7 separate regions of the Sus scrofa genome follow, and all the other regions are linked to region 6. The links are chromatin contacts, called in public HiChIP or PLAC-seq and promoter capture Hi-C maps. All regions are on one chromosome and are shown on one strand. Each heading gives the region's core, a stretch centred on a gene start, on an enhancer-like site or on the middle of the called end of the contact. The rest is flanking DNA. Distances are from core to core; before and after follow the strand shown. Region 1 has its middle 26 kb from the start of TOMM20. Region 2 has its middle 200 kb from the start of IRF2BP2. Region 3 overlaps LOC110256735 (a long non-coding RNA gene). Region 4 has its middle 190 kb from the start of TOMM20. Region 5 has its middle 180 kb from the start of IRF2BP2. Region 6 has its middle 46 kb from the start of TARBP1. Region 7 has its middle 130 kb from the start of TOMM20.

What was found. Promoter capture Hi-C pulls out the DNA fragments that hold promoters and counts their contacts. HiChIP or PLAC-seq counts read pairs in DNA pulled down with a chosen protein or histone mark.
Region 1: an H3K27ac HiChIP or PLAC-seq map of skeletal muscle shows a contact between it and region 6. The contact joins two enhancer-like sites. A contact is called at or near these places in 2 of 2 datasets of contacts at active chromatin or transcription factors (alveolar macrophages and skeletal muscle).
Region 2: an H3K27ac HiChIP or PLAC-seq map of skeletal muscle shows a contact between it and region 6. The contact joins two enhancer-like sites. A contact is called at or near these places in 1 of 47 Hi-C or Micro-C datasets (retroperitoneal adipose tissue) and 2 of 2 datasets of contacts at active chromatin or transcription factors (alveolar macrophages and skeletal muscle).
Region 3: a contact with region 6 is called in an H3K27ac HiChIP or PLAC-seq map of skeletal muscle. The contact joins two enhancer-like sites. A contact is called at or near these places in 3 of 47 Hi-C or Micro-C datasets (embryonic fibroblasts and liver) and 2 of 2 datasets of contacts at active chromatin or transcription factors (alveolar macrophages and skeletal muscle).
Region 4: a contact with region 6 is called in an H3K27ac HiChIP or PLAC-seq map of skeletal muscle. The contact joins two enhancer-like sites. A contact is called at or near these places in 3 of 47 Hi-C or Micro-C datasets (alveolar macrophages, embryonic fibroblasts and skeletal muscle) and 2 of 2 datasets of contacts at active chromatin or transcription factors (alveolar macrophages and skeletal muscle).
Region 5: a promoter capture Hi-C map of liver shows a contact between it and region 6, with 4 times the contacts expected there. The contact joins two enhancer-like sites. A contact is called at or near these places in 1 of 5 promoter capture datasets (liver), 7 of 47 Hi-C or Micro-C datasets (fetal liver, liver, mesenteric adipose tissue and 1 more) and 2 of 2 datasets of contacts at active chromatin or transcription factors (alveolar macrophages and skeletal muscle).
Region 7: an H3K27ac HiChIP or PLAC-seq map of skeletal muscle shows a contact between it and region 6. The contact joins two enhancer-like sites. A contact is called at or near these places in 1 of 5 promoter capture datasets (liver), 13 of 47 Hi-C or Micro-C datasets (alveolar macrophages, blood, embryonic fibroblasts and 7 more) and 2 of 2 datasets of contacts at active chromatin or transcription factors (alveolar macrophages and skeletal muscle).

What each region holds. Positions count from the first base shown.
Region 1 is chr14:56,137,776-56,140,936 of Sscrofa11.1, forward strand. No RefSeq gene overlaps it. Among named protein-coding and RNA genes, the nearest start is that of TOMM20, 26 kb to the left of the region's middle. Within about 2 kb of position 1,591, at least 13 of the 83 cell types and tissues checked have an H3K27ac peak or open chromatin away from gene starts, as enhancers often do. A contact at or near this core is called in skeletal muscle, where this site is marked.
Region 2 is chr14:56,339,718-56,342,906 of Sscrofa11.1, forward strand. No RefSeq gene overlaps it. Among named protein-coding and RNA genes, the nearest start is that of IRF2BP2, 200 kb to the right of the region's middle. Within about 2 kb of position 1,369, at least 28 of the 83 cell types and tissues checked have an H3K27ac peak or open chromatin away from gene starts, as enhancers often do. A contact at or near this core is called in alveolar macrophages, retroperitoneal adipose tissue and skeletal muscle, where this site is marked.
Region 3 is chr14:56,185,247-56,188,240 of Sscrofa11.1, forward strand. LOC110256735 (a long non-coding RNA gene) reads left to right here. Exons shown (of 4, transcript XR_002338651.1): 2 at 1,729-1,829. Among named protein-coding and RNA genes, the nearest start is that of TOMM20, 74 kb to the left of the region's middle. Within about 2 kb of position 1,370, at least 37 of the 83 cell types and tissues checked have an H3K27ac peak or open chromatin away from gene starts, as enhancers often do. A contact at or near this core is called in liver and skeletal muscle, where this site is marked.
Region 4 is chr14:56,305,694-56,309,070 of Sscrofa11.1, forward strand. No RefSeq gene overlaps it. Among named protein-coding and RNA genes, the nearest start is that of TOMM20, 190 kb to the left of the region's middle. Within about 2 kb of position 1,883, at least 22 of the 83 cell types and tissues checked have an H3K27ac peak or open chromatin away from gene starts, as enhancers often do. A contact at or near this core is called in alveolar macrophages and skeletal muscle, where this site is marked.
Region 5 is chr14:56,363,000-56,366,116 of Sscrofa11.1, forward strand. No RefSeq gene overlaps it. Among named protein-coding and RNA genes, the nearest start is that of IRF2BP2, 180 kb to the right of the region's middle. Within about 2 kb of position 1,307, at least 60 of the 83 cell types and tissues checked have an H3K27ac peak or open chromatin away from gene starts, as enhancers often do. A contact at or near this core is called in alveolar macrophages, fetal liver, liver and 3 more, where this site is marked.
Region 6 is chr14:56,621,990-56,625,062 of Sscrofa11.1, forward strand. No RefSeq gene overlaps it. Among named protein-coding and RNA genes, the nearest start is that of TARBP1, 46 kb to the right of the region's middle. Within about 2 kb of position 1,517, at least 70 of the 83 cell types and tissues checked have an H3K27ac peak or open chromatin away from gene starts, as enhancers often do. A contact at or near this core is called in alveolar macrophages, fetal liver, liver and 5 more, where this site is marked.
Region 7 is chr14:56,238,710-56,242,146 of Sscrofa11.1, forward strand. No RefSeq gene overlaps it. Among named protein-coding and RNA genes, the nearest start is that of TOMM20, 130 kb to the left of the region's middle. Within about 2 kb of position 2,037, at least 55 of the 83 cell types and tissues checked have an H3K27ac peak or open chromatin away from gene starts, as enhancers often do. A contact at or near this core is called in alveolar macrophages, liver, mesenteric adipose tissue and 4 more, where this site is marked.

The sequences.
Region 1 (3,161 bases), core at 341-2,840, 480 kb before region 6:
AAAAAATCTGACTGTAGTGGCTCCTTTTCCTGCAGAGGTGCAGATTGGATCCCCAGCCCTGCCCAGGGGGTTAGAGGATTGAGCGTTGGGAGTTCCTGTTGTGACTCATGGGAAATCTGCCTGGTATCCTTGAGGATTTGGGTTCGATCCCTGGCCTTGCTCAGTGGGTTAAGGCTCTGGTGTTGCTGTGAGCTGTGGTGTAGATCCCAGCTTGGATTCCCCCATTGCTGTGGCTGTGGCGTAGGTCGGCGGCTGCCACTCGAATTAGACCCCTAGCCTGGGAGCCCCCAAGTGCCACAGGGGCAGCCCTAAAAAGCAACAACAACAACAAAAGGATCCAGCATTGCTGTTGCCCAACAATCAACAATGCAGGTCTCAGCTGAAGCTTGGATTCAATCCCTGGCCCGGGAATTCCATATGCTTGTGGGTGCAGACATTAAAAAAAAGACATAGGTTCCACACACACACAAATTTATGGAGTTTGACAGAAAAGGATGTTATTAGTAAAACCTGTCAGACTGCCCCATCTAAAAAAAAAGACATAGGTTCCTAGGTATTAGCCCACATGCAATGCTTTTGATAGCAAAGGTTACATCTCACTTATACTTTACTCTTTTCTCTTAACTATCACCTCCGAAAGCAAACATAAATTAACTTCTTCCTCAGAGTGACTTAGGATATGTGATAAAAATGATTCCAGGCAATATCAAAGCTAGCTCTATGCTGAGAAGAATCCTATCATAAATAACACTTAACTCTGACTTGTTTAAAATAGTTTATCATTAAAATTTTTTTTTTTTTTTTTTTAGTTTAGTCCATGCTGAAAAGCATTTGACAGATACCCTGCAGTTAAAAGAATAAACTCTCAAGTCCAGAAAGAGCATCTCTCCCAACCAGCTGTCGCAGGGGTCTGGGTTGGTTCAATTATAGATACACAGAGCGACTGCGCTGACTTGCTACCCCGGAGGCGCACGAGTTTTTCAAGGATAGATCTGTCAACCACAAACTGCCATTTCAGACAGCTGCTGGTCATTTTCGTGCTGCGGTGGTGTCACCAGGGAACAAAAGCAGTGGCAGATGAGCTACGTCTATACGCATGCCTCCTCTGAAGATGATTTAACGCCGCCAGCTGGTCCACAGGGCAGTTGGGTCTCCGATGCATAGGGCTCAAGGCAGCTTAGTTAGTGGGCACTGGACCAGGCAAATAGCAGCAAAGTATGCGTCCAGTGGTACCTTCAAATATATCAGCAAAGCACGTGGTCAGTAGTACTTTTACAAAAACATCTTCTTGCTTTCTCCCAACACCTATCGAGTTCTGCATGGCCATTGGCCAAGTGCGCATGATTCTGACGCTCACCGTTCACCTACCGAGGAGAGGACGCCAGCCTTAGCAACTCAGAGGGTAGACGGAGAGGACCACCGTCTCCTCTAATTCCATGCCGGGCAGGGGGTGGGGTGGGGGTGGGTGCGCATTGGACACGTGATAGGACGCATTCTGAGCAGAGGGCTGCGTGGTGCTGAACGATGTTCCAGGGCTGAGCTGTGCTGGTCCGGCGGCAGCCGGGGAAGAATGCCAGCACTTGAGAGCCGAAGCCAAGGCGAGCTCTGGCGCCCTCTGGCGGCGGCGGCTCGAATGCCCGGCCAGCGCCCTGTCCCTGGGTGCCACGAGCTAGCCTGAGACCTGGAACACACCTCCCTGGAGCCTCCAGGCCCTGGTGTCCCCTTGCACGGAAATGTGATTCTGTAACGTATAGCGATCACTAATAGCAAAACGAAAATGCTAGGACATTTGGGGGAAAAAATGTTCATCCTGGAAAATGTACTGGGATGACATTTTGTCATGTCTTGTTTCAGGTTCACATAAATTAAAATTGTATATGGGAACATCCCAAATGAGAGAACGTAATTCAGAGAAATAGTTGGAAGGACTGCTGACTTGTTGAAGAAGAGGCATGATTCCAAGCTGATCTTCAGAGTGCTTCAAAGCAACACATGGATCTTTTACACTAAAGGCAAAGAAGAAAATGAAGCAGAGGGTTTTTTTAACTCCATAACCTCCTAATTCTGTATAATCACTGTGCCAAAAACAAACATGGGGAGCTCCTGTTGTGGCTCAGCAGATTAAGAACCTGACTAATATCCATAAGGATGCGGTTTCTATCCCTGGCCTGGCTTGGTGGATTCAGGATCCAGCACGGCCGTGAACTGCAGTGTAGGTCACAGATGTGGCCTGGATCTGGCGTGGCTGTGGCTGTGGTGTAGGCTGGTGGCTACAGCTCTGATTCCACCCCTAGCCTGGGAACCTCCATATGCCGTGAGTGCAGCACTAAAAAGATTTTTTTCTTTTTAGTTTTTAGGGCTGTACCCTCGGCATATGGAGGTTTGTCCAGGCTAGGGGTCGAATCGGAGCTACGGCTGCTGGCCTACATCACAGCCTCAGCAACTCAGGACCTGAGCCGAGTCTGCGACCTACACCACAGCTCACGACAACACCAGATCCTTAATCCACTGAGCGAGGCCAGGGATCGAACCCACAAGCTCATGGTTCCTAGTTGGATTCATTTCCGTTGTGCCACAATGGGAACTCCCATGGCCCTAAAAATATTTGAAAAGTTAGAGAAAACATGCTGTGAGCATCAGCAGAATGTTCATAGTGTTGTGGATGCAAAGTGACCTGTGGCTGGGGACTGCTGGCGAGGGCCTGCAGCTCAGATTGCAGCTTATCTCCCAGGGCTGTGCAAAGGCGCATTGCAGCAGCGAAGCAGGTTCAGCGCCCCCTCCACGAGGCTTCGAGAGACCAAGGGCCACCCCGCAAAGCCAGGTGTTGTTGAGGGGCAGGCAGCTCTCAGCTCAGCAGTTTTAGCAAAAGGCCTTTGATGCCAAAGCCAGGAGCATCTCAGACACTGTGCCTCTGGTCCTAGGAGTACAGCTTTATGACTTTTGGATTTGAAAAGGGGAAATAATTCCTTAAATCCAAGTCAAAAGCCTGCAGGTACCTCCCTCCAGAGCTAAATAAAATGGGTGGAAACCTTGCCCTCTGTGCAGCTCAAGTGGAATAACCCAAGGTTATTCAGGTGTCAGGTGTCAGGTCCTGTGTGATCACACCTTGGGAGGAACTCAGCGCCAATGGTTCTCTCTGTCTTCAAGGTAAATCTGGGCAG
Region 2 (3,189 bases), core at 119-2,618, 280 kb before region 6:
CTGAGCTTTTTCTTTTAATGATACACATTTCATTTCTAGACTTATATTTAGTCTTTTTTTCAAATATATTTGGTCTTTGAAAAAGAGTCTGATAGTATTATTCATAATTTTGACTTCTCCTTTTGCATTTTAATTATCTTGACCATATTTTTTTTTCTTGATAGTTTCATTATCTGATGTTCTTGGGGAGCCTGTGGTTCAATATCCATGTCGCCTATTGTGTGTGTTACTTTGGTTCTGTGTGGACTCTTGCTCTTGTCTCCTAAAGCATTTTAAAGCATTTTATAGTTTTTGACTGTGAGCTCCTAATTTTAAAAAATGCTCACTCTCAGGATCTTGTGTGGCCGAGGTTGAGGATCTGTTTCTATAGAGAAGTTTTTCAATTTCTTTAGCAACTTCCCCTATGATATTATGAGATTAGAACTCTTTTTATGTTACTTAATTGATTTCTAGACCATGCAGGTGAATACATTTAAATTCAAACCTGTGTGAAGTGTGGCCTGTGGTTATGAAACTCAAGGTGACTTTTTTTCCCTGCCAGAGCTCCAAGTGCCCAGACAGCCAAAGTGTCAGCACCTGCCCTGCTGTTCAGCCTGCTCTGGTCTCAGGGATTTCCTTTGCTGATCTCAGCTGTGCTATTAAAACTGTGTTTGTTATTTTTGTAGGCATATCTAGGTATTTTGTGGCCGGAGGTTTTTCAGATTCTCCTTTATGATATTGCTACAAATGATAGTTCCTGTCATTCTGCATTTCTGAGCTCAGAAAAAGCCTTCTCACTATGGATTACATATTTTGAGATCTCTTTCGATGTTAGAAACATCTTTTGGAGGAGGCCAGGAGCCCTGACTAAATTCATGGCAGTTCTGTTGTGCTGATCAGAAAGTACTCCTCCTTTTTATATATGGCTGTTAGTTAGATGAGACTTTGATTTTGTTCTGCAAAAGAAAACAGCTAATGTACTCTTTGCTAAAAATGACTGGCGTGCACAAATGGCTGGATTTATTTAGAAGGAACATGTGAGATGTTTAAACAGATCTTGGGAATTTGAGGACGCTGGGAGGGTTGCTCAGCACTGAAGGGAAAACAGAGGGAGAAAGGCATTTCACATCCCTGGGCCACGCTTGTGCTCTAGCTTCAAAAAATGCAAGGATTTCTCTCTGTGCTTCCTTCCTTTTGTCATTGAATTTTCTGCCCCTTAATGATCTGCTTTACAGAAAATGAGAAAGTCTTTGCCCAAAGAAGCTCCAGAGAAGTGAAGTCAGATTACTGTAAAAGGCTTTGCGGCTGAGTCAGCAGGGAGGGCAGCTGGAGATCATTTCCTGTCTCAGCCTGGAGAAGGGCGCTACCCAGGAAAGGGATGTCTGAGCTGGAAGGACTCTAGTTGGTTCCTGAACCTCTCCAGGGACCTGCAAGGCTCACTGCATGGACTGTTCTGATAGCCAGACAGGAAAAATATAGCCCTGCGGACCAGGAAGGAAATTCATTCATTTGTTCATTCATTCATCACTCTTACTTCCTATTAAAGTGAGGGGGGGTGTCTGGGGAATTTAGGCAGGAAACTTTCAATATGAATAGATATATGCACTTAACTTTTGTTGTTGTTGTTGCGTGTTTTGCTTTTACTATTTTTAGAAACATTTATCGAAGTACAGTTAATTTTTTTATTGTTGCTTTTTGGTTTGAAAACCTTATTTGCTCTGAAGGCAAAACACTTAATGATGCTCAGTGGTTTTGTTGTTACTATTCTGTGAATGTGTTTTTTAGAAAAAAAGATGGTTCAGTGGCATGGCCTTTGCCAATGAGGGAATTCTGGGCCTATTCGTTCATTCATTTTTTTCCATTCAAATAGTATTTATCCAGCATTATGCTATGTAAGGCTTTGTACTAGTGCTTTTGGTCTAAAAAGGCAAATTATAAATGGTCCCTGCCCTTGGGAATCTCAAAGTCTAATGCCTTGAAAAGAGGCCAGGGAGTTCCCTTTGTTCCTCAGCAGGTTGACTCGTATCCATGAGGTTGTGGGTTTGATCTTCGCCTCACTCAGTGGGTTAAGTATCCAGCGTTTTGTGTAGGTCACAGATGCAGCTTGGATCCTGCATTCCTGTGCATGCACAGAAAAGGCTAAATGAGACCAAATTACTCTTCAAATAATCTAAGCAGAGATTCACAACGAATAGTTCCATAGCTTTTATTATTATTATTATTATTATGGTGATAAAGGAGACATAACATAACAACCGTTTTAGCCATTTTTCAGGGACGTTTTCATTCACGTTATTGTGCAACTACCATCACCATCCATTTCTAGAACTTTGTCATCTTCCCAAACTGAAACTCTGTCCCCATGAGACACCAGCTCTCCCTTCTCATCCTGGCAACCACCATGCTGCTTTCTGTCTCTCTGAGCTGGACTCCTCGAGTTACCCCTACAAGTGGAATCATGCCACATGGGTCCTTTTGTGCCTGGTGCATCCATAACTTTTTTAATCGAAGGAAACAGGCTTTACAGAAACAAAAACCTCAGCCTTGTCCCTGACTGATTCACCACTTGACTGGGCCCAGGGTAAGACAGTCAACTTTTCCTAATGCCCTCAGCTCTACAATAGCTCAACTGCTTTATAATCTTTTTTTTTGGAAAAGTCCATCCCAGTGCGTGATATTAATCAGTTCATGTCTGCTGACATTTTTATAGTGCTTAGGAGGCTGCCGCTCCCTGGAGACTCCACACAGCATCCCTCCATGGGTGGCGGCACAGTGAGGTCAGAAGCTCACAGGTGGGCCAGCACCTTGGCTCTGCAGAAAGCCTGCTGCTTCCATAGGCTGCACGTTTCCCAGGGCTTTGAGTAGAGAGCCCCACTGTTCCCAAAGCCCAGCTGCCTGCCAGAAACCCAGGCCCTGCGGATGTCCCTGCCCTGCCCTCCTCCCCCTCATTGACGTGAACTCTGAGCCGGGCTGTTTAGCATCTTTCCTCTGGAGCCAATCAGACACCTGCCAAAGAGCGCCATCTTTTGTGTCCCTTGCTATATTTGAGATCTTTCATGCATTGGGAGTCCTCAGTGGGGTTAGAGAAAGACCTGAAGTCAGGAGGAGGACTGGGTCAAGTTTCCAATTGTATTTCTGGGGCAGTTGGATGTGAAGTGACATGTGTAATTTACAGTGGGCATGGTTTGATGCCATTTTCTTGGGGTTACT
Region 3 (2,994 bases), core at 120-2,619, 440 kb before region 6:
CTTGGTGCAGTGCTCAGACAGACACCGCTGAGTCCAGAACAAGTGATGGAGGCAGAGGATTCAAACTCAGGTCTTTGCTGGCTCTGCATCCAGAGGGACTGTGGAGCTGGGGTTACCTCTGGGGCACACCCGTGTTCTTTGAGGTCTCTGCTGAGGGCACTGGAACAGCACAGGGAGGTGTGATGGGCACTCCAGCGCTCCCCCAGCACCCGGTCTTCTTTCTCTCACATCTTTTCTCTTTGCCCAACTCACTGGCTTAGTTAGGGAAGGTCACTCTCAACAAATGAAAGGGGTAAAGAATCTACTTGCTTCTGTTGCATTTTCATGGAGGCTCCAAACAACAGTAACTTAAGGGATGTGTCTGAGCAGCGCGATGGAAAGATGTGGAATTATTGGAGTTCCTGTTGTGCCTCAGTGGATTAAGGACCAAATGTTGTCTCTTTAAGGATGTGGGTTCAAACAATCACCTTGCTCAGTGGGTTAGGGATCCATCATTGCTGCAAGCTGTGGCTTAGGTCACAGATGCGTCTCAGATCTGTTATGGCTGTGGCATAGGCTGGCAGCTGCAGTTCCAATGCGACCCCTGGTCCAGGAACTTCCATATGCCATAGGTGCAGCTGTAAAAAGGGAAAACAAATTTAAAAAAGATGCGGAATTATAGATTCCCATTGCGGCTCAGTGGTAATGAACACAACTAGTATCCATGAGGATGCCAGTTCAATCCGTAGCCTTGCTCAGTGGGTTAAGGATCCGGCATTGCCATGAGCTGTGGTGTAGGTCGCAGAGGTGGCTCAGATCCTGTGTTGCTGTGGCTGTGGTGTAGGCCGGCAGCTGCAGCTCTAATTTGACCCCTAGCCTGGGAACTTCCATATGCTCTAGGTGCAGCTCTAAAAGGACAAAAAAAAAAAAAAAAAAAAAAAAAAGATGTGGAATTATCTACCAGCTTTGACAAATGATCCGACTCCAGGGATTTCTGGAGAAGAACCAACCGCACAGCAGGAGATGTGTCAGCTGGACTTTGCCTGCCCAGAGTCCCTTCCTGGGCATCGGAAGGAAGGAACCAGAAGGTCCCAGGCAGAGTCAGGATCCCCACCTCAGGTTCAGGGCAGGCCGTATGTCAGTCAGCATTGCCACCATCAACACCCGCACCCCACCCCCGCAACAATCTTTCGAGGAGCCGGGGAGCTTGCTTTTCACCTTGGCTTTGCTGAGCCTTTGCTGTGAGGCCAGAGGCAAGGGGCGTTTATCCAGGGCTGTGCAGCCTGGTCCCGTCTCCCTTGAAGCTGTGAGGGCAAAGCAGCTTCGTTCACATGACCATGTGTTGAACGGTGGTTAGATCCATTGCCTCCTGTTCCAAGAGAAAGGGAAAGGGTGTGGGGGCTGGAGTCTGGGCTGGGTGCCTGCGGATGCGTAATCCTGTGTCTGGCCCTCTGTCGGTTTCTCCTGGGTTTGGAGAAGGGGACCTAGCATCTCTTGTCCAGTCTTCCCGGTCCCAGTGATAGCAGGGGTTGTGAATTATGGACGCAGCAGCAAATGTTTTTAATCTTCCATGAAACAAAACCAGCGTGTTTTCTGCACCAGGGGCTGAGGCCGAGGGAGGAAGCGAACAGCTGCTCCGATATGGCCAACTCGGGAATGACGTCAATGCGAGTCAGTCCGGGCCAAAGACTCCACTCAGGAAGCTTAAAAGTGATACTGAAAACAAATTTGCATTTTTTCCTTTCACAGGAACTCGGCGACTCTCCGTTTCACCGAGATGTTTTCACCAGCGTTTGCAACTAGTGTGTTGAATAAGCCGGGCTCGTGGTCTCAGGGGAATGCAGCTTCAGGTTTTTTTTTTTTTTTTTTTTTTTTCTGCTGCCCCTTTAAAATGGATTCAGCGAGATGAATGTTTCCTGGCCTGGGATGAAAACGCTGGCAGGCGCTGCCTTTTTTGCTCCTCTTAGGAAATAGTCTGTCCTAAGGTCGCTTTAAATGGAAAACAGTCTCAATTTGGAATTTGAATATCCAGGCCAAGATATTAGTCAAAACCCTCAAATTTGACATCCCATTCTTCACCCCAGCTCCAGCTTAGCTTGCTTAGGGCTGGAAGCCTCCGTGGGAAAGGGGGCTTCTCTGCTGGACTCCGATGGCCCCTCCCACTCCTCCCCGAGTGGGGAGCTGGGGTTCAGGGTGAGAGGAAGGCAGAGCATAGCTCTTACTTGAGTGGGTGCGGTGGGACCCTGCTGCGGTTGAAGCTGACCTTTCTCCTGAGGTGTCCCTCTTCTGGGTGGTCACTTGCAGCTTTTCCCTCCTCTTCTTGCTGCGGGGAGTCTCTGCCCCTCCAGGCAGAGATGAGAAATAGGGACGAGGTCATCCTGGCTCCCTTCCATGAGGTCCACATCTGGCTCTGACCTTCACACATCACTCTGCCTGACAAACTCCGGGATGCAGGGTGACCCCAACCCCAGCTTGCTCCTGGCCCCACCCCCCAAGCAGAATGCTGCAGGTGAATTAGTTCCCTGTGGATGCTGTTACAAATGACCACAGACGTGACAGCTTGAAAGGAAAAGAATGTACCCTTCCACACCTTGGAGGACAGGAGGCTGAAATCAGTTTACTGGGCGGAAATCCAGTGTCAGGAGGGCTGAGCTCACTCTACAGGCTCTAGAGGGATTCATCTTGTTGCCTCTCCCGCTTCTGGTGGCTGCCAGCATTTCTTGGGTTGTGGCCCCATCCCCTCTGGTGACATTTGACGTCGCCTCCTTGTGTGGTTAAACCTCCCTCTGCCTCCCTCTAGTGGGCATATGTGCAATTGCATGTAGGGCTCTGGAAATCCAGGATAACTCCCCATCTCAAGTGTCTTCGTTTAAACCCATCTCTGTTTCCAAATAAGAGACTCTTTTTCCAAATAAGGTGCTTAATCCCACCTGCAAAGACTCTTGCCAATAAAGTCACATTTACAAGTTCCAGGAATTAGACTTGACCTCAGTTGGGCCTTTATTCAGCCCACTG
Region 4 (3,377 bases), core at 633-3,132, 320 kb before region 6:
CGCGTTGCTGTGGCTGTGGTATAGGCCAGCGGCTACAGCTCTGATTCCACCCCTAGCCTGGGAACCTCCATATGCCACAGGTGCAGCCCTCAAAAAACAAAAAACAAACAAACAAAAGACAAAAACAAAATCACCTGGAATTTGTCAGAGATGCACATTCTCAGGCCCTGCAGTTGAGGGGTCAGGGGTGGGGTGGGGCTCATGATCTGTTCTCACAAGCCCCCTGCCCCCCACTTCCCCGAGGGAATTCTGATGCACAGTAGAGCTGGAGATCCTCTGAATTAGAGTATCTTTCAGAACCGCTTGTGTTTCAAGGTCATTTCTTTGGCCTGTTTGATACGCTTGCTTGTGATTTGGGAGAGATTACTCTCAAGGACCGTCGAGGCTTGGCTGACACCTGTGAGTTGGGATGCGAGAAAGGGCCAGGGGAGTGCCATCCTCCTCCTCGTGTAGATGAGGGTCTTTGATCCACAGATCAAGCTTCTGGGCCTTGCTTTTCATCCCCAAAACACACACACACACCACACACACACACACACACACACACACACACACACGCCTCCCACCCCAAGGAGGGCTGTTCTCCATTCCCTGGGCATCGGAAGAGTGCAGACGGACCCTGAGCCTTTCTATTCCCTGCCAGGCCAAGTAAAGCTTCTCTCATCTTGGATCTTGTGGAAGATCCAGCCAGAGCCTGGTGAAGAGGGGCTCCCTGATGACCAGATATGCTCCAGGAATGAATTCCGCGTACCGTGCCACCAGGGCAGCCAGGCCAGCACTGCGCCTGAGCCCAGACAGCGTTCTGAGTACCATATGGAGGCTGTGATGGTGGGGAAACCTGATGCCTTGGTGTTGCCGTGTTCTGACCAGCCGTCTTCCAAAGAATGTGAGCTTGCTTTCATGTGGTTTGTTGTCAGCCTGCTCACAGAATTATTGAAGGAGGGCGCATCCAGGCAACACATGGCACTTGACTTTGAGGTCTATGAGCAGCTGCCCTTCCTGAGGGCCTACTGGGTGCCAGTCACTCCACAAGAAGCATGAAGTGTTTAGAGACTGGAATGGCCTCTGTTCTGAGAGCAAAACACTTCAAACAACTGCCCAGAATTTTGCAAATATCCAGGTACTTGGCGTTTTAAATGAACTTGGCATCAGTGTGAGTCTTTGACATTTCACCTCTCTTTTTGAAGGTACCGTGATTTCAGAGTGAGGCCAATCTGGCTTTGCTTTTGGCTCTGCCACTCATTAGCTCTGTGACTTAGGGAACCTCCCTGAGCCTCAGTTCCCTTTTATCTTCAGTGGCGATAAGAGTCCTTGCAGAGCTATTGGGGAGATGACAAGAGATCCACCATGTCTGGCACATGGTCCCTGAGCTGAAGTTGTTATTTTGGGGTTTGCCTCTGGGCAAAGCATTGGAAAGATAATATATCTCATTCATGGAAAAAGAACTTTGACGTAAGTGTTCCAAAATGTTAATGGATGAAAGATGAAAAGTTTTCACGACTAGAAAGGAGAAATCCTTCCAGCAATGTTTGGGTTTCTGGTTTCACCGTATCTCACAACATACCCCATGGTGATTTCCATACGGCAGTCCTTCTGGACCCCAGGTGAGGGACATGTGCCCACAGCTGGACCCTTGAACCATCGTCCAGCCTGTCAGCCAGCCGAGGAGCTGACTCAAGGCGCCGAGCCTGGCCGCCGTTTCCTCTGTGACATGTTTGTCTGGATCACTGACTGACACCGCTGGGAGCTTTGGCCCGCTGAGCAAAGAGTTCTAAGAACTACTTCTTGACTTTTTACTGTGATCTCATAGGTCAGGTCACTTTGGGGTGGAGCGTGTTGTCCAGATGAAAGGACGTGAGAGACAATGTCCAGAGAGTTTCACGGGCTCTGCAACAGAAAGGCGTTGGTGCAGAGCGACTCTGCCGAGGCTGACGGCTCAGACCCAGGCCTGGCCGAGGGGGGCTGTTTGTAATTCCTGAGGGCCCTCAGCAAATCAGGCGCTTTGAACGCGGAGATGGGAATTAGGCAAAAAGAATGGAATGGGCGACTCTTAAATATTAACAGAACAGCCCAATAAACTTGTCAAACCTTTGATTTATTTATTTTTCTTGTCTTTTTAGGGCTGTACCTGCAGCATATGGAGGTTCCCAGGCTGGGGGTGGAATCGGAGCTGTAGCCACCGGCCTACACCAGAGCCACAGCAACATGGGATCCGAGCCATGTCTGCGACCTACACCACAGCTCACGACAACGCCGGATCCTTAACCCACTGAGTGAGGCCAGGGATCACCTGGAGGCCTCATGGATACTAGTTGGGTTCATTACCCCTGAGCCACAATGGGAACTCCACCCAAGACTTTTGTAAAGACCCATGGAGGCTTCTAGAAGATCATAGAAGCCTATAAGCCCCTCCTTCCACCATGCACTTAAGGACTGTGTCTGCTCCATACAGGACCTTTGACCTCTCAGATGTAGAAACAGAACAAAGGCTTGAACATAACGCGGAAATATTTACCCCTTTGGAGTAATTGTGCGTGCCTTTATTTTGGCCTTGCTGAAAAGAGCAATATCATGTTTAGAAAAGAACATTTGCAAAGAAGAAAGACCTGGAACAAACCACAGCCTTCCTGAGTTGTTGACAGCTATTATTCAGTGGAAACCAAAAAATATTGCAGCATTGTTTTAACACGAACATTGGAAGTGGCTTCCTTCCAGGGCTTGGCTGATGTAGGTACCTGGGATCCGCAGCCAGAGCCTTCTGGGCTGTTTTGACTTTTTCCCCGATGGTGCTTGTTGATGCAGCTGTGGAAGAGTCTGGTGTGTATCCTGAATCTGCAATTGCTTCCTTCGATGGGAGTCAAATGTTTCCAGGGTCTGTCACTGTGTCTTCCTGAAGTGCTGCCTGCACCATTTCCAGGGTTTTCGCTGTGTTGGGGAAAAGCAATCTTTTCACTGTGGAGAAGCTTCTCGAGGTTTCTCAGAATCAGAGCGGTAGGTGTGGCCAGCAGATAGATTTTAGTGAACCAGGGAAATAGGAAGCTAGGAGGAATCTGGAGGCATTTAAGAGAAATTGAAGAATTCCTCTTCCAGGAAGGAGTATTCTTCTCTATCATCAGTTTTCTTCTAAAACCGGGCAACATGCAACTGGCCTATTTTGAGCTCTCGATGTCGTGTCACGGACCTGCACACCCAGCCTTGAAGCTGACTCACCCTGTGCCCTGCTGAGGTCATTTCATGTCTCGTTTTTCCCACCAATAATGGGGTTAATAACACCTGCCCCCAGTTTGTGAGACTCCAATGAAAAAAACATATGCGAAAGTGATTAGAAATCATAAAGCACTTTCCAAGTGAAAAGCAAGCCACGAGCCTTGGGGTGA
Region 5 (3,117 bases), core at 57-2,556, 260 kb before region 6:
AGTGTGGCCCCCACAGCATTGCTCCAACGTTGTCCATAACCTCTTGACCATCCATGTTTATCGCACACTCTTCATCTTTGCCGTCATCCTCTTGGGCCACCAAGTCTGAGCGCACCTTTCCCAGAGCGTTCTGCCCCCCAGCTCACGTTTCCCCAGCTAGTTTTCTTGGTGGCGGCAATTCATCCCTGGCTACTCGAGAGAATTAGCCTTAAAAAAAAAAAAATACACATGTTGGAGTTCCCACTGTGGCTCAGTGGTTAACAAATCTGACTAGGAACCATGAGGTTGTGGGTTCGATTCCTGTTTAAGGATCCAGCGTTGCCAGGAGTTGTGGTGTAGGTTGCAGATGCAGCTCAGATTCTGCATTGCTATGGCTGTGGCGTAGGCCGGCAGTTGTAGTTCTGATTCGACCCTAGCCTGGGAGAGCCTGGGAACCTCTATATGCCAAGGGTGTGGTCCTGAGAAGCAAAAAGAAAAAAAAAAAAATACACATGCTTGTGTCCTGCACCCAGAAATGTTTCTAGTGGTGGAGGTGGTGTATCTGGGAGTTGTCTGCGCAAAACAGGAATTTTGCCCCCTGCATCCTCTTGTTTCCTGGGCTGGGCCTTGGGGGAAAGCTCTCCTGGGCACCAGGACCTGGTGTCACAATCAGGCCATAAGAAACTGAGGCTAATGCTGCTTTTTTCCAGGGCAGCGAACAGGCAACCTCTCTGCCCAGCAAGGCCACCCTGGGCCCCAGCAGGACGACTGGGGTCAGGGACGGGGGCACTGGCCAGGGTGACCCCGGGGGAGGGGCTGGTGTGGCCTCATGCCTCTCAGCCTGAGTTCCTTGGACCCCCTTGGCTTTTCTGATCGTGAGTCCCTGGGCTCCTCTCCTCCCCGCAAAATGCCCAAGGAAAGAATCATACAGAGGACAGGCTCAACTGTGGGAGGCTGGAGCAAAAAGCCAATAAAACTGGCTTTATTTGTAATGTTCCCGTGTTTGTTATTTCGTTATCCCTACCCTGCTTCCTCCAAGCAATGTAACAAGGAAAAGGATTTAAAAAAAAAAAAAACTCCCTGCTCTAAGTATGCATGAACTTCATGGCCTCACTTGATCCTTTACCTCCTTCTTCTCCAGCAGGCCAGTGCATGAATTCCTCTCCCAAACGGTGTGTTTTCCATCCTAACTTTTATGGCATGTCCCTCGATTAATGGTTGACGTATTCATTTTCTCCCCTCCGCCCCCATTATCAAAGTGTGCTTTGACTAACGATTAACTCTCTGGTTAACAGAAAGAAACCTGTTAATCATCTACAAGCCCTCGAGCAGGAAAATCATTCTTTGTAACCTTTTCCCAACGGCAGGAGAGCCCCCTGTCCCGAGGCAGCTGACCTTCAACCACACCTGGGTCCCGAAGCTTGCAAAACCCCGACTGTAATCGTGTTACAAGGGCTTATTAGTAAGCCAAGGTCATAAACCCCTGAGGAGCGAGTGACGCTGGTTCTCCCAGCCAGGCAGGGAGAGCACTCTTCAGTCCAGACACCCTAACTCCAGGACCCTATAAAGAGACCAAGCGGCACCTCTTTTTTAAAAAAAAAAAAAATTGTTTTGCCAGTGAGGGCTAATCATTCTCTGTTGTACATTCTTTGTTGCTGGGAGACTCAATGGCTGTACAGGCTGTTCTTTCTCGGAGCCATAGTTCAAAAGTGCTCCTGACCCAAACACACACGTGTTGTAATCCTGCCCTCCCTTGTGTGGGGCCGGCAGACAACTAGCAAGTGTGCAGCCCCAGCCAGACCCAGAGGCTGGAAGGGGGGAACCTTCTTCTGAAGTTAGGTGGGCGGTGCCTTTCTTTCCTGGAAGGAGCTGGAGGAGGAGGGGAAGGGATGGGGCGGGATGCTTTAGGGGGCCCCCTCCTCACCCCAGAGGGAAGGGCTGGAGACCTGTGGCTCACCATCTGGGATGCGATGTGTGCCCCAGGGCTAGAGAGTCAGTCCTCGTGGAGAAAGCAACCCCTTCGTTCATTTGCAAAGCTGATCTGCTGTGGAGTGGGGAGGCCGGGAGAAAGGAGGGCTCCCCTCCATCCTTGCTGGGTTTGGCTTGCTTTTCTCCCTGGTGGCACCCCGCTCCTTCTTCTTAAATAAGACCCGGCAGCAAGGGAGAGTCTGGTCTGCTGAGAGGACGCAGGCGCTGCCAGACTTATTAGGAAAGAGGCAGCCCGGGTTTTGGCCAGCGCTGGCGCTGTGGACCACATGGTCCTCTGCGCGCCTGGTTACTGTCAGCGCTGCGCTCTGGACCCCGCCGCCCTGGCCTCCTCCCCGCTGCCCGCAGCGCCTGCCCTGCTCCGATCCAAACATTTCCACATTAGGCAGCCTTGCTGCCTGGCTCCCCGCCTCCAGCCGTGACCTGGGGTGACCTCCGTCCCGGGCTCGATGCCAAGCGCTCCACCACAGGTGCACTTGCCTGTTTTCTGGGTCGCCCTTGTGATCTGGTGTCCAGGTGCTTGGCAACATTTAGCAAACCTTCCTCGGTGCTCTGTGTCGTCTTGACACTGTTTGCGCAGACACCCTTGGGGATGCGGGAGAGGAGCTGGTGCCTCTCCTTCATGCACTTAGTGCCTGGCATGCCGCGCTGGCCTCACCAAGATGCTGGATGACCCTCTCTCCCTCTTCATCCCCCGCCCTCCCCCTTTAAGCAGGTCTGACTTGTCTTTTGGACTCAGAGAGTCAGAGCAGAAGTTACGATTCCTTCTACACACACACCCACCCCTAGATTTGTGCAGCCATATATGGTAGCCACCCGGGCATGTGGCTCAGGAGTGGTGAAAATGGGACTGCTTCAAACTGAGACATGCTGGGTGGGGGTAAGTCACACTGGATTTCGAGGACTTTGTTAAAAAAAAAGAACGGGAAGTATCACACATGTTGAAATGCTCATATTTAAGGAAGAGTGGATTAAGTAAAATATGCTATTAAGAAGAATGTTACCTTTCTGTCCACTTCCTTTAATGCGGCTACTGAAAGATGCAGCACATTAGTTCGCATTGTATTGGGGTTGGACTGCTACGCTCTTGCCTGTTCCACTGGGGACGGTTCCTTCCGTGCTTCCTAATATTCTGGGGGTCCCTGACAGCGG
Region 6 (3,073 bases), core at 267-2,766:
CCTCTGTCACTGGACATTTAGGTTGCTTCCATGTCTTGGCGATTGTGGCTAGTGCTGCAACGAACAGTGGTTATCAAAGCAGACAGGGGAGGGGAGGAAGGGGTGGACTGGGGATTTGGGATTGGCATAGGCACCCTGTGGTATATGGAATGATTGGCCAACGAGGACCTGCTGTATAGCACAGAGAACTCTAACCAATACACTGTGATCGTCTATGTGGGGAAAGTATCTGAAAGAGAATGGAGGGGTGTACATGTATCACTGAATCACTTTGCTGTACAGCAGAAATGATCACAAACTTGTAAATCCACTCTACTTCAACAAAGCTTTAAAATAAACTCAAACAAAAAATAACGCCACTATCTCCACTGGTGTTCATCCTTCCCTCTCACTCCCAACCCAATTTTATGATCGTTATTATTTATACTCTGAAAATCTGGGAATCAAAAATGCTTTTGTTGTTGGTCTGCTCTGAAAGACGACAGAGTTCCCTTCCCTCGGAGTATAACCTAGTAAAGAAAGAGAATATGCATAATTGAAGTGAGTTTTTAAAATGGGTTCTTCTTTATCACTCTTGGACAGTTAAAATTGCCATGCTTGAGGAAGAAAATGCAAAGTGGCCCCACAGCGCATTACGGAGGACACTTGACATACGCATTCAATCCAAGCCTGATGAAAATTTGCATAATTCTTCTTCTCCTTATTTATTCTAAAATAATTGAAAAGCAGTGGTCTTGAAGACAGAAATTTTTGAAAAGCAATATTTCACGCATAGGTTTAAAAGGAATCAGCCCATTTGTTCAATAATGAAAAAAATCATTATTTTCACATTCCCACCTAATGTCTTCTGTTTTCTTCCATCCTCATTTAGCTCAACTGGGAATTAGGCACATCTTAGTTATGCTAAAAAAACACACAAAAAACTAATATCATGAAATAGTAGTATCTTTCATCAACAATAGGACTTACTCTACAGAAAAGACCCTGACTATGTCAGGTGTGGCTTAGATTTGTTTTTTGTTTGTTTGTTTGGGGCTGCACTTGCAGCACATGGAGGTCCCCAGGCCAGGGGTCTAATCTGAGCTGTAGCTGCCGGCCTACACCACAGCCACAGCAACCCCAGATCGGAGCCGCATCTGCAACCTACACCACAGCTCATGGCAATGCCGGATCCTTAACCCACTGAGCGAGGCCAGGGATCGAACATGTGTCCTCATGGATGCTAGTCAGATTCGGTTCCACCGAGCCACAACAGGAACTGCCAGATTTGTATTGGACCTTCATTTCTTTTCCTTCCCCATTTTTGGCACAATGTATAGGTTTGAGCACACTGGAATCCGGAGTTCTCTTTCTGTGTATACGTATTTTTTCCTTTACTATCTTCTATAAAAGGAGCCTGCTATTGATTGCAGCTGACTGTGCCGCTTGAGTTGATATCCAAGCGACGCTAACCCAGATAGGGATTAGCATGACATCAGCCGTCAGGCGAGGGAGCCTGGCGGAGCGCCAGCCTGTAAAAACGGAACACGTTTGCGTCACCGTTCCCTTGGTAATGCTTCTTGGAGCCTTGTCAGCTGTCCCCTGAGGTTGTTTCCTTAATATGTCAACAGACATTCCTGAATCTTTAATGCTGAATAGCTCTTTTCCTTTTCCAAAAACACTTAGGTGACCAAGCAGCTGGGACATTCTGTTGGCGTGATCTTTTAAAATGCAATTTCTTTCATGAAATAGGTGTTTTGTTCGAAACATTCTAGGGGATTTAAAGAGGTTTCGATTTCTGCTTCTCGGTGTTAGAAGACCTGTTTTTTGAACAAACGGGGCAGCTGGTTTCAGGCTGGGCGCTGCTTCTCTGCTTTTATCTTCTTTGGGAAAAGCCCTGATTCCCTCTGCAGCTTCTCCAAACCATCCAATTATCCTGTTCCAGTGTGACATTTCACAGGGCACAGTGGCTGGTTGAAAGACCCGGCTGGAATTTGCCCCCATGTATGATTCGCCCTCTGACCTTGCTCTGAGAAAGTCTGCGGGTGAGACGGAAGAACACGTGGGCAGTGACCTTGAGTGTTGTTCCCTCCTTACCCCCAGCCACAGATAAGAAAGATTTGTCACCCGTTACCCACGTGATAGCTATTTCCTCATTTTCCCGAGGTCTTTATTTGCTGTTCTGGTAACTTGATCTCCACTTTCATCTTGAAATCTTTTACTTTGAAGAGTCCCATAGCCAAAGCTAACATCCCTTCCTTCTCTTTCCGAAAGTAAACATAGCTCCTTGAAGTTGAGTGACTTCCCACTGCACAATAACCTTCCAGACTGTTGTGCAGTTGCTATAGCAGTTAATCTCCGTCAATAGTTCGAACATCGTAAATTTGGAGAGAAGTCATTTGGTGTGGGGTTGGGGGGTAGGGTGGGAGGTAGGTTATGAAATTAAATTAATCGCAAGTGACTTTGAGGGAGGATTTGGGGGGGAAGCCACTTCTGCCTGCCTGAGCATCAGACCCAATGCAGAGGGGCGCCTTTCACCACCAGCTGGTGGGGGGTCGCGGGTTTTTTCCGGCGGAAATACGCCAAGAGCACTGAGAGTCTGCTGCCCCGGGCTCTGCCTCTGGGCGGGGGCTGCTAAGAGCTCTGCTTCCTCCTCTGCCAGCTGACGGAACAATCCCCCTTCTGTCCTGCCGTTCCTGTTCCCTTGGTGTCCGGCCTCCTGGGAGCCCCGCCATCATCCCCACTGAAGAAGGTCCCCGCTGGTTCACCGGAGGAGAAGGGAATTGGGGCTGCCCAGAAGGGGAGAGGTGTAGAATCCCTGGGTTTTAGAACTGAAAAGAATTTTTAGAGACTTAGTGAAACCCAAGATCATCATTTGTTTTAAGAATGAGAAATCCGAGGCCCAGAGAAGCTGAATGAGTTTGCTGGTGTGGCCAAGTTGGTGTCAGGCCTAGGAGGAGAATAGGTCTCTCTCCCTGGCCTGAGCCTATCTCAGCATAGCTGCCTGCTCTCCTTCAGGGGAAGGGCCAGGTGGGGCAGAAGCTGGTCTTCTTTGTGCGGTCAGTGCGCTTTCCAGTGGAGTGTGATGCTCGAG
Region 7 (3,437 bases), core at 787-3,286, 380 kb before region 6:
CCATGAGCTGTGGTGTAGGTTGTAGACGAGTCTTGGATCCTGTGTTGCTGTGGCTCTGGTATAGGCTGGTGGCTATTGCTCCAATTGGACCCCTAGCCTGGGAACCTCCATATGCTGCAGGAGCGGCCCTAGAAATGGCAAAAAGACAAATAAAGAAACAAACAAACAAACACCTCAAGAGAAACAACTCAGGGCACAAGGCCTCCTGGCAGAATGGTCCAGTAACACCTTCTATCAGAACGAGGACACGCAATTTATCTTGCACAGACACAGTCTGTCAGGCACTCATACAACTTTTGCATTTGTGTTACTTTTGGCTTAAAAAGGAAAACAGATATATACTTTTCTCTAGGCATAAAAATGCTTCACCGTTTCTTATAAGAAATTTTAAGAAATGCAGAAAATATGGAGATGATGAAAATCACCTTGAAATCCACCTCCGCAGATATGAGCGCTGCTCACAACTTGATACATCTTGCAAGCGTCTCTTTTGGGTCCAGGCACCATCAACACTTCCACGCACGGGGGCCACATGTTTTGTTTCCTACTTTTTATCAAAATGATCCAGGTGAATATTGTTTGAGGGCTTTGGATGTAGATTTCCAACATTATTTTCAACGGTTGCAGAGTTTTTCATTAAACGTACTGGCCCAATCACATCCAGGTTGTCGTTTATTTATTTATTTTCTTTTTAGGGTCACACCCATGGCATATGGAGGTTCGCCGGCTAGGGGTTGAATCAAAGCTGCAGCTGAGGCCAACACCACAGCCAGAGCAAGGTGAGAGCTGAGCTACATCTTCAACCTACGTTGCAGCTCGTGGCAACACCAGATCCTTAACCTACCGAACAAGGCCAGGGATTGAACCTGTATCCTCGTGGATACTGTGTTGCGTTCTTAACCCGCTGAGCCACACGGGAACTCCAATTTCTTTCTTCCTTCCTTCCTGTCTCCCTCCCCTCTTCCTTCCCTGCCTTCTCTCTTTCTCACACTGTGATGACTTTCTTCATACTTACATTTTGGTGCATTTTCCTGGTTGTTCAGTTGACCATACATCCCTAGTCTTGAAGCCAAGGAGTCAAAGTTACTCATTAATAATTATCGTTAACAGGATCAAACTGCCTCCAGGAAACATGTAACACTCCATGTCCACCAACAGTAGAGAAAGTGCGCCTATTTCCCACCCCCTGGCCAACACTAGCTGTTGCCATTTTTTTCTTTGGCTGCGCCCATGGCATGTGGAAATTTCCAGGCCAGGGATCGAATCCCTGCCACAGCAGTGACCCGTGCCACAGCAATGATGATGAGGGATCCATAACCTGCTGAGACACCAGGGAACTCCTAGATTGCTTTCCTTTTGAATGGCACTGTCTATGATTAAATAGAGGCAAACGCAATGATTTGTATGAGGTTCCCCTACTCCAGGAAAACCTAAGACGGGCATGAAGGCAGACATATTATCAGGGGAGCCAGGAACTCAGCACAGGAGAGTCTGATACTCGCTGCAGATGAGACTCTTTCATTGATATTTTTTCAGCGACTCACTGGTGACTGGATTCAGGCACTTTCTGAAAGGCATCTACAAGGCCACGTGGTTCTGGTCACAAAGAGGCCTGGATGACAAGGAGGGCATGTGAACCATCCTTGCAAGGCCACCTGCCGGCAGAGAGCCAATGCCCCATATTCTGTTGGTGGGTCTGCTCTGCACCGCGTCCCCCTGAGCTCAGCTCCCTGGGTCTTGGCTGGATCTGCCCACTTCTCTCCTCCCAGGATTGGCAGATGACAGCTTCGCTTTAGCCAATGCAACGAGAGCGCTGTTAGAACCAAGTCAGAAACCCTACTGCCATCTGGGACCCGGTGCAAGGGTGGATCAGAGGGCAGAGGACAGCCACCGGGGATGACAGTGGGGAAGGGGTGCCTGGAGTGGCAGCTGCTGCTGTGGCCTCAGGCCCAGCCGGGGCCAGAGAGGGCTGTTCCTTGCCGGCCTGCCGCTCAGTGGTTTCCTGTCTTGCTGAATGGCCGTTGCTCGGTGGTGATGATTCATGGCATTTGGAAAGTGTGGCTGTGTTCCGAATAGGGAAGTGAAAAAGAACCCTGCCAAGGACAGTGCAGGACACGCTGTCACATGATGCGAAGCTTTGCTTTGGAAAATGCAGGGGGCGGGGGCGCCACCTTGACACTGTTTCGATGGTTTGGGCCGCATGAGTGCAGCCCTGCTGGCCCTCCTTCAGGGCCTCAGCTTTTCTGAGCGTCGGTCGCCGAGCTGCCCCTCGGAAGCGGCTGCTGGTTTTGGCCGAGGCGGCTTTGGGCAGAAGGAAGTGGACGGGTGATTCAGTGAGTGTCGGCTTCCTCTCTGACTCAGGGCTGGATCCGTTTTGTAGGCTGGTGCCAGGGGGCCCTGTACTGCTTCAGCTAGAGTCTTTGAACTTGGAGTCAAAACGGAGGCTGTGACCCCTGTGGTTGCTGGCCCTCCTTCGACCCTCTGGATGAGTAAGGGGATTAGGCTGGACTCTGCCTCCCTCCCTCCTTGTGACTGAGGCCGTCCTGTGGGTTCCGCAGGGAGACCAGGGAGGTGGGGAGCCTGTGCCCCTCTCAGCGGCCTCCTTGGATCTGGGAGTCATGTTTGGGGGAGCAGCTGGGTTCTGTGGGCCTCGGCCTTGGCGGGGGTTCGACTGATGGAGGTGGCAGTTGAACTATGCCTCCTGGAGTCCATCTGTCCATCTAGCCACAGACACACAGGAGAGGGCCAGGAGCTCAGCAGCTCCCTTCTAGGAGAAGAGTCAAAACTGGCCATTTATCCCAGTGCACAATTTTCCCAAGGACCTGTCCTTAGTGTGCTGACTAAACGCTGTCACTTTTTCTAAGATCACTTCGATGATCCAGATAATTCCCTCTGCCTGAGAGCATATAATCCTGAAAGTATTGACTTGATAAAGATTTTGAAGTCCTCTCAAAGTGGCCACGGGGGTTCTGTATTTTCACATCCTAAACAACCTTGGATAAGGGTCTCTTTCTCCCCCTCCACCCTCTCCTGTTCCCATGGCCAAAGCAGAGGCCAGCCAGTCTGGCTTAGGCTGAATGGCCAGAATCCAACCCCTGGTGAGTCCCATGGGGACTCTATTATCAGTCACATGCAGAAGAAATGCAACTCAGACCCCCTGGGGCTTCCAAAAAGGGGCTCTGAAAATGCCTGCCACGGGACCTGACCCCCTGCATCATCTCCCACCCAATCTCGACTCCAATCCCACTGATAAGCTTTCTCAGCCCTGCAGGGGAGGCACAGGATGACAGCTTCTGCTTATCACGCCTACCAGGTTCACCGCTAGAGAGGGACCAAGAGTTCAAAAGTCCCAGAGAGGCCTTGAGGGCCTTGGCTGGGGTCAGGTGACCACCCCTGGCTCAGTGTCGGTGCGCAGAGGGGGGGGGGGCTCTGAGCAG